2 separate regions of the Rattus norvegicus genome follow, and region 1 is linked to region 2. A link is a contact called in public Hi-C data. All regions are on one chromosome and are shown on one strand. Each heading gives the region's core, a stretch centred on a gene start, on an enhancer-like site or on the middle of the called end of the contact. The rest is flanking DNA. Distances are from core to core; before and after follow the strand shown.

Region 1 (4,310 bases), core at 992-3,491, 190 kb after region 2:
CCTGGGGAGTCAAATGAATAGGGAGTATTGTAACTGAAGTGTCCTTATTTCCTTAAGATGATAAGGTAGTAGAGGTTAAGAAGCAATCTCTTCAGATCACATGGTTGTCAAGAAAAGGAGATTGAAAAACACAGCCCTCCCAACTCAGAATGGGTCCAAGTGTACAACCCAAACTCCACTGGGGATGTTGTTAAGGCCTCAGTTGCTCACCTAAGTGGAGTTTGGACATGAATTCCCGTGTCAGCTCTCTTACACGTTGCTGTAACAAACCACCAGACAAATGCGACTTAAGGAGGGAAAGGTTTAATTAGGTTCACAGTGTGAGGATACAGTTGATCACAAAAGCAGGACCAGGAGGCAACTGGTCATGTGGCATCCACGGTAAGGAATCACCTAAACTGGGGGCTCTCTAACCTAGGATTTTACAGTATATCAGTTATTTGACAGCAAAATCCTGTGCTCACAGAAGGGTGTAGATGTGGGGAAAGCTCTGGGAGACCCTCGATGCCTTGCTTGCTAAGAAGCAGGAGGCAGGTCCACTCCACAGTCCTTAGGAGTTCATTATTTTCAAAGCCAGACCTGTGTAAACATCAAAGCACTTACGAGACATGGCAGGCATTCTCAGTGATGAAATCTGCCACGACTTCTTCATTCCCATAATCACCCAGATGGGTCCTGAAGTGTGGCTCTCTAGCTGCCGGAGAAGAGGGAACAGAGTCAAGCTCTGCCCTGCCTCCAATTGTATGTGACAATTCCTGCTCAGTCTAAGTGACAAGAAATGTGTCGAACTAAAAATATTCTAAGCAGATGAAAATCTGGGAGGTGTAGTGTAAATCCCTCCAACCCTGGCTGGCTGTTCGCTCCATTTGAGGGTCTCTTGGTGTCCTGGTAATCCAGGCAGCCACAATACCCTCAGCACATGATTTGTCCCTATGTCTGACTCCTAGAGAGATGGCTTTGTAAAGAGCATTCCGGTGTCAGCCAAACACCAAGGCTTCTGGCAGAGCAATTAAGAAGATATTAAATGATGTGCCCACATAGCATCCTTTCACATCATCCAGTGACTTGTATATTTATCCCTTTCCTGTGGTACCCCAAGCTATTGTCAAGAGCCTGACTCTGCCTGGTGTTTAAATCATTGTTTGCCCCAACGAGTGGGCAGGACAAGTGAGCTTCCATTTGATCAAAGTAAATCTGTTGGAGACAGGCAATGTTGGAACCTCTACTCGCATTGAAAGAGAGAATGTGGAGACCTGAGGTTTAGACCATGTAGAACTCTCTTGGCTTATATATGGAGATAGAAATGACTTTCTCTCTTTTACACAGTAACAGCTAAAGCTGCTACTGTATTTCACTAGATGCATCTGATGCTTTGGGCACAACATCCAATCATAGCTACTTGAATTTAGTATGGTTCATCATCAAAGTTTCAGGAAAGCTGCCTTTATATCAAACCAGCAGGGCCCCATAGTGCAATGAAATGTGGAAGTTTCCCTTGGCATGGGCCGACATGAGATTTTTTTATCTCTTCTTTTCCTCTTGGAAGCTTCTAGAAATCGAGTGAAATTTCACTTGGAGAAGCAAAACCATCCTGGACCTACGTTTCTTGAGCATTTGTGTAATCAAGTTGTTTAGAAAAAAAAGCAAGGAATGACCAAGAACTCCGAAGTTTTACCAAATGGATCTAGTATTTCAGTTGAGAGTGGACATTTGAATTGAGATAACACGCTTAACCTTAAACACGTGTCTCTGAGGAGATCCATCTGAGGAGATTCTTAATGGGGAGGCCAGTTGTAACCAATTGAAGTTAGACCCATTAATAAATCTATAAACTTCTATTGGGGGAAGGCTGGATTCTTTAGCCAGGCATGACAGAATGTGTTATTTATAAGCGTGACTACGATTCTATTAGTCTCCAATACTTTATCTTTAAAATGGGTATGAGTTGTGCCTAGAAGGCAGGAGAGCTATAAGGCCATTGTGAGACACGCCACATAGGTGCATATTGTTCAGTGACCGGTGAATGTCTGGGGGCTTCTATTACTGTTGCCAATGGCAACACTAGCTGAGGAAGTGGTCATCCTATCTTCTGTGACCCAGGCTGTACACCTCTTGTCTTTGAGTGTGAAAGACTCTACCAGTAAGACTGGTGACATCTTGGGCTGCATCAGTGCAAGCCAGCTCTCAGCCACAATGCATTCCCTGAACTGGGTCCTGCCTATGAGTCACACACATTCTCTTTGCAGACGCCACAGGGAATTACTTTTCCCGTCTTGAAGAACCAGACATGCTCCAGTGTGGTGATGGAAAGAAATGATGAATGTAAATGATCTAACCAGACTTGTCTCCACCAAGGTTTAACCCCTGGCTTGCTTTCTTCCACAGGGACTGCCGCTGTCCTGTAGCAACCACTGGGGGAGGACATTGTAGGGAGCTCTGTATCCATTTGGCTGCGATACAAATGGGGGAACAGGATATCCATCTTTATCCACCAAATAAAGATAATCTGTCATAAGTACGGGGTATCCAGATTTGGGGGTAGGGACAAGTGACTTGTAGTCTAGTCTCCTCCTAACCCAACCACAGGGTCTCCTCTATGACATGAAATGGTGATGCCAGCCCTCGTGTCCCTCTGGGTATAATGTCTGCAGTTCCAGGCAAGTATAATGTCTGGACAGACCAGTGTGCCTCCAACTCTTCTCCAACAGCCTTGACCTTCCACTTGCTTTCCACCATTACTACGACCAGTGAGATAAGCCCTGAGCTATTAGCTCTTCCCACATGTTCTCAGCTCAACCCTATGAAGCTTCAGTGTATCACTCTGATATGCTGTGTCATAGACCTGATAGTCCAAGAGGTTAGGATGATGTATCAGAGGTCACATTAGTGTCTTAGATTTCCATTACTGTGATAAAACACTATGGTCAGAAACAACATGGGGAAGAATGGGTTTATTTCCTCTTATAGTTGGTAGCCTGTGATCTAGAGGAGGGCAGGGCAGGAACTTCAGATAGAAACCTGGATGCAGGAACTGAAACAGAGGACATGGGGGAATGCTTCTCGCTCTCTTGCTTGTCATGGCCCACTTAACCTCTTCTTATACCGCCCAAGACTACTTGCCTGCGACTAGCTCCACCCACAATGGTCTGGGCCCTTCCCTATCAATCACAAATCAAGAAAATTCCACACACAGGCTTACTCGCAAAGCCAAAGTTACGAAGGCATTTTCGCAATTAAGATTCCATCTTCCCTGATATATCTAGGTTGGTTTCAAGTGGACAATAGCCAGCCAGCACACCTAGCTAGCACATCATAAAACCTGCATCTGAACCCACCACACAGGCCAAGTTCCCTGATGCTTTATCATTATTGTACTGTGTGTGCACAGTTTCACACTGCAACCATCAGGGTAGAGGGGCAATGACGTCGACTTTCTTAATAGAAATTCAGGAGAGCTAACCCAGGCCATTCATTAATGTTTTAAAAGCAGTAATTAAAACATTAAATGAATGAAGAAAGAGGTCAAACAATCTTAGTAAGAGAATACTAGTATTTGTTGCCATTCATTTTTAATATTTACTTACTATTAATTAATAAACCAATTAATTTTGTCGTTCTGGGCTTGAACCCAGGGCTCTACACATGCTAGGCAACACTTTTACCCAAATGGCCAGCCTGCCATTAACATTTTAAAAATATTTATCAATTCATTTATTACATGTATGTATGCTTACCTGTGTGCCTTTATGTGCCTCACCTGAGTGCAGATGCCCATAGATGGCAGACTACATTAGATCACTGCAACTAGAGTTAAAGAAGGTTATGAGCCACCTGATATAGGTGCTGTAAACTGAACCCAGGCCGTCTCCAAGAATATTAAGTGCTCTTAACTGCTAAACCATCTTTCCTGCCCTCCCCATTAACTTTTGAAATTGAGGAATAATATACCAGTTATGGAGTAAATGGAGTTCATTAATCTTAAGTGCCTAGCAGGAAGTTCAGGCTTCCTGCATCCCTGCCCATGAAAGCAAGAGGGAAAACATCTACATTCTTCCAGCATCTCAGCTCTGCACCTTCTCAGCCTAGCTGTCTTTTTATTTCCTCACTACCTAAAACTACACCGTCACTGACTTTGTTAGCCTGTCTGAATTTTATATACATTAAATTTTCCACCCTCAACATAGTATTTGTGGGGTCCTTGTAATCAAATGGACGAGCCTGTTGTGCCAGTACATTGTTCTTTTTAACTGCTGTATAATATTCACTGTATGGACATACCACATCCAGTTTTGGACTAAGATGAGCGAACA
Region 2 (4,288 bases), core at 1,029-3,528:
TAGCAAGCATCGTAATGCATGAGATGAGAGGAAGTTTGTTTTTGTGTTTTTGTTTGTTTTTAATGGCAGGCTAAACTTTCAGATTTGGCATCATAAGGCCAAAGCTCCCAAGTCACACCCAGAAGGTTGATGCAGCCTTGATTGTGGCAGGTTCAGGAGAGGCTTTAATTCATTCAGTTTTAGCATAACAATGCCTAAAAAAAAAAAAAAAAACCCGGTGGAACTCAGCTCGCTGCAAGGTCTATAGCATTTCACATTTTTTTCCTTTGCAAGCTCAATCAGAAGAACTCAGGAGGAGAAGAAAAAACCCTGCTCTTTTTTTTTTTTCTTTTTTCTTTTATCTCAAGAACATGGTGCAGAGGGAGGGAGGGCAGAGGCTGGGAAACACAGCAAGCTCCAAAAAAATTAGTAATAATAAACAAAAACAAAGAAGAAAAAAGAAAATCCAAACAAAATAAAAAAACACACACACAGAGAATGAACACCAGCTCATGAACTAAAGAAGAAGAAGAAAAAAAATATACAGGCGCTTGATGGCCGGGTTCAAAGGTGAGTTATGTCCTACATGAAGTATCCTGCTCAGATCTTTGACCCTTGTGCAAGTCCAGGGTATGTGTGGGGTAGGCGGTGTAAAAAGAGTAATAATAATAATAAAAAAGACCAAAACAACCAAGCTAGCAAGTTACAGGGGAATTCAGGTTGGCAATCCATGAGCCAGATACCCTTTCCCTCCCCAACTCAAAAGAGCCACCACCACCACCACAAGCTTGCTGTGTGTGTGTGTGTGTGTATGTGTGTGTGTGTGTGTGTGTGTGTGTGTGTGTGTGTGTGTGTGTGTGTGTGTGTGTGCGTGCAGGGCCAAGGGGAGCAAACTCGCCAGGGGAGGGGGCGAGGTGGTGGCGAGCGTGGCCCTGCAAACTGGCAAGCCCACTCAGGAGCCGGACCCCCACGGAGCATTTAACAAGGTGGCTAGCTGGGATCGCGTGTCACACTCACATGAAAAATTCGGGAGAGGAAGGGTTGTCGCTGCTCGAGCCGTTTTCTCGGAACCCGCTGCTCACCAACTTCTCGTATTTCTCCTTGTAGGCGTCCCTTTCGCGCACCAGCCTGGAGATCTCCTGCTTGAGGTGGTCGACCTGCTGCAGCAGCTGGTTCTTCTCCGACTCCAGGACGTGTCTCTGCTGCACCCTCTTGAAGCGGCAGGACTGGGCATAGCCGCGGTTTTTCAGGGTCCGCCTCTTCTGCTTCAGTCGGATCACCTCCTCCTTGCTGACCCCGCGCAGCTGCCGGTTCAGCTCACGCACCGACATGGTCACCAACTGCTCGTCCGAGAAGCGGTCGTCGAAGTGCAGGCCTCCCGCGGCATGGTGCGGGTGCAGGGCGCCCCCCGCCCCCGCCGTGCCCCCGCCGCCGCCGCCGCCGCCGCCCCCGGCGCTGGCCGGGCCACCGCCGCCCGCGCCACCCGCGCCGCTCGCAGAGGCGGACGCGCTACCCGCGGCTCCCGGGGCGCCGGCCGTCGGGTGGTGGTGGTGCCCCGTGGCGTGGTGGTGGTGGTGATGGTAGTGAGGTGCCCCGCCGCTCTGCGCGGCGGCCGCGGCGATCACGGCGGACACCACGGCGGCGGCGGGGCCCATCTCCTCGCCGCTGCCGCCCAGGGAGGCGCCGGCGCCGGCCCCCGCTGCCGCGGCCAGCTGCTGCGCTCCCCGCGCATAGCCATCGAAGCCACCCTGGAGCTGGTGGCTATTGCTGATGAGCGCCTCGACTGCGTCCTCCGGGCTGAAGCCCAGCGCCTCCGGGTTGAGCTGCTGCGGGTAGCCGGTCATCCAGTAGTAGTCTTCCAGGTGCGCCTTCTGTTCGCTGCCCGAGCCCGGGCTGGGCGCCGAGAAGCTGGGGGACGGGGGCACCGAGCTGCAGGGCGTGCTCATGGGGGTGGAGGACAGCGAGCCCCCGGCGATGAGACGGCCGCACTGGCTGATGATGCGGTCGGTCTCCACCGGTTCCTTTTTCACTTCAAACTTCATCAGATCGAAGTCATTAACATATTCCATGGCCAGGGGACTGGTGGGCAGGTCGGAATTGTTCATTGCCAGTTCTGAAGCCATCCTCCTGCCTCCGCCACCGCCGCCGCCGCTCCGCCAGATGGGCTGCAGGAGAGGGGCCAGCGGGCTGTGCTGGGTGGCCAGCGGGTGAGCCAGCTTGCCGGGCTAGGGCGCTTCTAGCTCGCGCGGCGGTGGCTGTGGCCCGAAAGCTCGAGCGTGCACACACCCCCCGCCCTGCCCGCAGCCCCCCGCGCCCGCCCTCCCTCCCCCCTGCTCACGCCAATGTGCTCTCTCTCTTTCTCTCTTGCTCTCTCTCTCTCTCTCCCGCTCGCCCCGGGCCCCCTCCTCGCCTGCTCGCCTCTCTGAGCTCCGATCCCGGGCGCTTCAGGCTCGGGAAGGTCCTCCGCGGCTGGCGGTGGCGGTGGTGATGACAGCGGCAGAGAGGATGCCGGAGGAGCCCGGCCCGGTGCGCGGCGTCCCCGGCTCGCCGCTCCGCTGCGCGCTTTGCATAAGGAGGGCTCGCCTAAGCCGGTCGGGGCTGCAGGCGGGGCGCGCGCGGCGGCTGCTCCGGGGTTGTGTGGCGCGGCGGGTGGCTGTCCCGGAGGCGCGGGCCTCCACACCGGGGTGGTTAACACTTCACGCTTCTCTCCTCTTCTGCCTGGCTCTTATGGTTACTATTATTATTTTCTTTTCTCTCTCCGGATCCCTCGCGTGCGCGCGCGCTCTCTCTTTCTCTCCTCACCCTCTCCCTCCGTGCAAAGTGCAAGACCGAGGTGCAGGCCGGCTGGAGGCAAGGGAGGGGGGAGTTTAGTTCTTTCTTGCCCTTTTTTTTTTCTTTTGGTTTTGGTTTTTCTTTTCTTTTCTTTCTTTCTTTCTTTTTTTGCTTTAAAGCAAAATGGCAAAGTCCTGGACCAAGGCAAGGCCGAGAGCAAAAGGGTGGGGGGAGAGGCCGAGCGGACAAGCAGCTCGAGCTACAGCTCCGAGATGAAAAAAGATTTTAAAGCCTCTGATCCAGCGAGAAGAGTTTAAAGCAATTGCTGAGTTTTATAGCACCCGTGACGTCAGGTTCAAATGGGAAATTGACTGGCACTCTCCGCCAATGGGAGGCGGCGAAAGCGGCAGCGATTAGCATAATAGTATAGAAACAAGGAAACTTTTCGGAGCTGTCAATCACAGCCCAATCAGCTGACTGTCAGCTGGGACAGGCTGGCTTAACCCTTGCGGCGCCGCTGCTGGGGCGCAGCCAGGGAGCAACATCCCCCACCACCGCCCCGTGCGAAGTTTAATGCACCAAGGGACAGAGTTTACTAAAAGGGCGGCTGGAATCCGATGGTAGGACCCGGGAGGAAGGTTTGCTTTCTTCAGAGTTTGAGAGAGGCCTGCCCGACTGAACCTCTGCTCTCACGCTGCAGCGAGCGATCCGCCAAGAACTCCCTGGTCCCCTGCTGGTCCCGCACCCTAACAAGGTGTATTCATTCGTCTTGCAGTTTTCGATCTTTGATTCACCCTCTGCATCCTTCGTGGCCGTTGAGGGGTGAGCCGAGTGCCTTTCTTCCCTGAATCGGACGCTCCGGGGGCCAACTTGACTCAACTCTTTGTCCCTCCGCAAGTGAGGTGATCAGATGGGGGCGCCAAGGGTGCGGGGACCCAGAATGCGCGCGGGGCTCACTGAGCGGTGCGCCTGCAGTGTTATTTTTTTGGATTTCGCGCGGGGAAGAAAGCCTGTATAACTCTTAAAAAACCAGGGGGCCTAAAGTGTGTAGGAACTAGCTGCCCCCTAGCATCCTCTATCATTGGAGGGACAGACAGAGCGACGGTGCCAGCAAGTTGATTCTGGGATGCTTTAAGCCTGAGCCTGGTTATCTCAGGCTCAGCCTTCAGGCTCAGGACTCTAGCCTGGAGTCTGGCTTCTGAGAATCATATTCAAATCATTTTCTCCTCTCTCCTTCCTTCTCTCTCTCTGCCCTCCGTGTCTCTCTTCTTTCCCCTTTCCAATCCACCACACTTTCCACTTGTGAAACCGGAATCCCGCTTGAGATGCCCCCAACATACACCCAGACCATACCATCCTCATATGAAATTTGAACCCTGTTTATCAGGGTCCGGAGCGCCCTTTGCACTCCCACCTCGCTTAATCATTTGGCATTTAGAACTTGGTGGTGAAGGGAGGGGGCAATACCCCAGAGCCCTCCCAGCTCCTTTCCAAGGGTTAAATTTTAAACCCATATTTTCCCCCTTGGGACAAGTCC

Evidence for each region. Hi-C and Micro-C count contacts between places; a contact is called where the count stands out from the background.
Region 1: a Hi-C map of the A7r5 cell line shows a contact between it and region 2, with 4 times the contacts expected there. The contact joins the enhancer-like site here to the promoter of Maf in region 2. A contact is called at or near these places in 3 of 12 Hi-C or Micro-C datasets (the A7r5 cell line, Schwann cells and hepatocytes).

What each region holds. Positions count from the first base shown.
Region 1 is chr19:60,811,305-60,815,614 of GRCr8, forward strand. No RefSeq gene overlaps it. Among named protein-coding and RNA genes, the nearest start is that of Maf, 190 kb to the left of the region's middle. Within about 2 kb of position 2,242, at least 3 of the 93 cell types and tissues checked have an H3K27ac peak or open chromatin away from gene starts, as enhancers often do. A contact at or near this core is called in the A7r5 cell line, where this site is marked.
Region 2 is chr19:60,619,078-60,623,365 of GRCr8, forward strand. It overlaps Maf (MAF bZIP transcription factor), which reads right to left and starts at 2,279. Exons shown (of 1, transcript NM_019318.2): 1 at 335-2,279. The coding sequence starts at 2,102. The coding sequence ends at 993.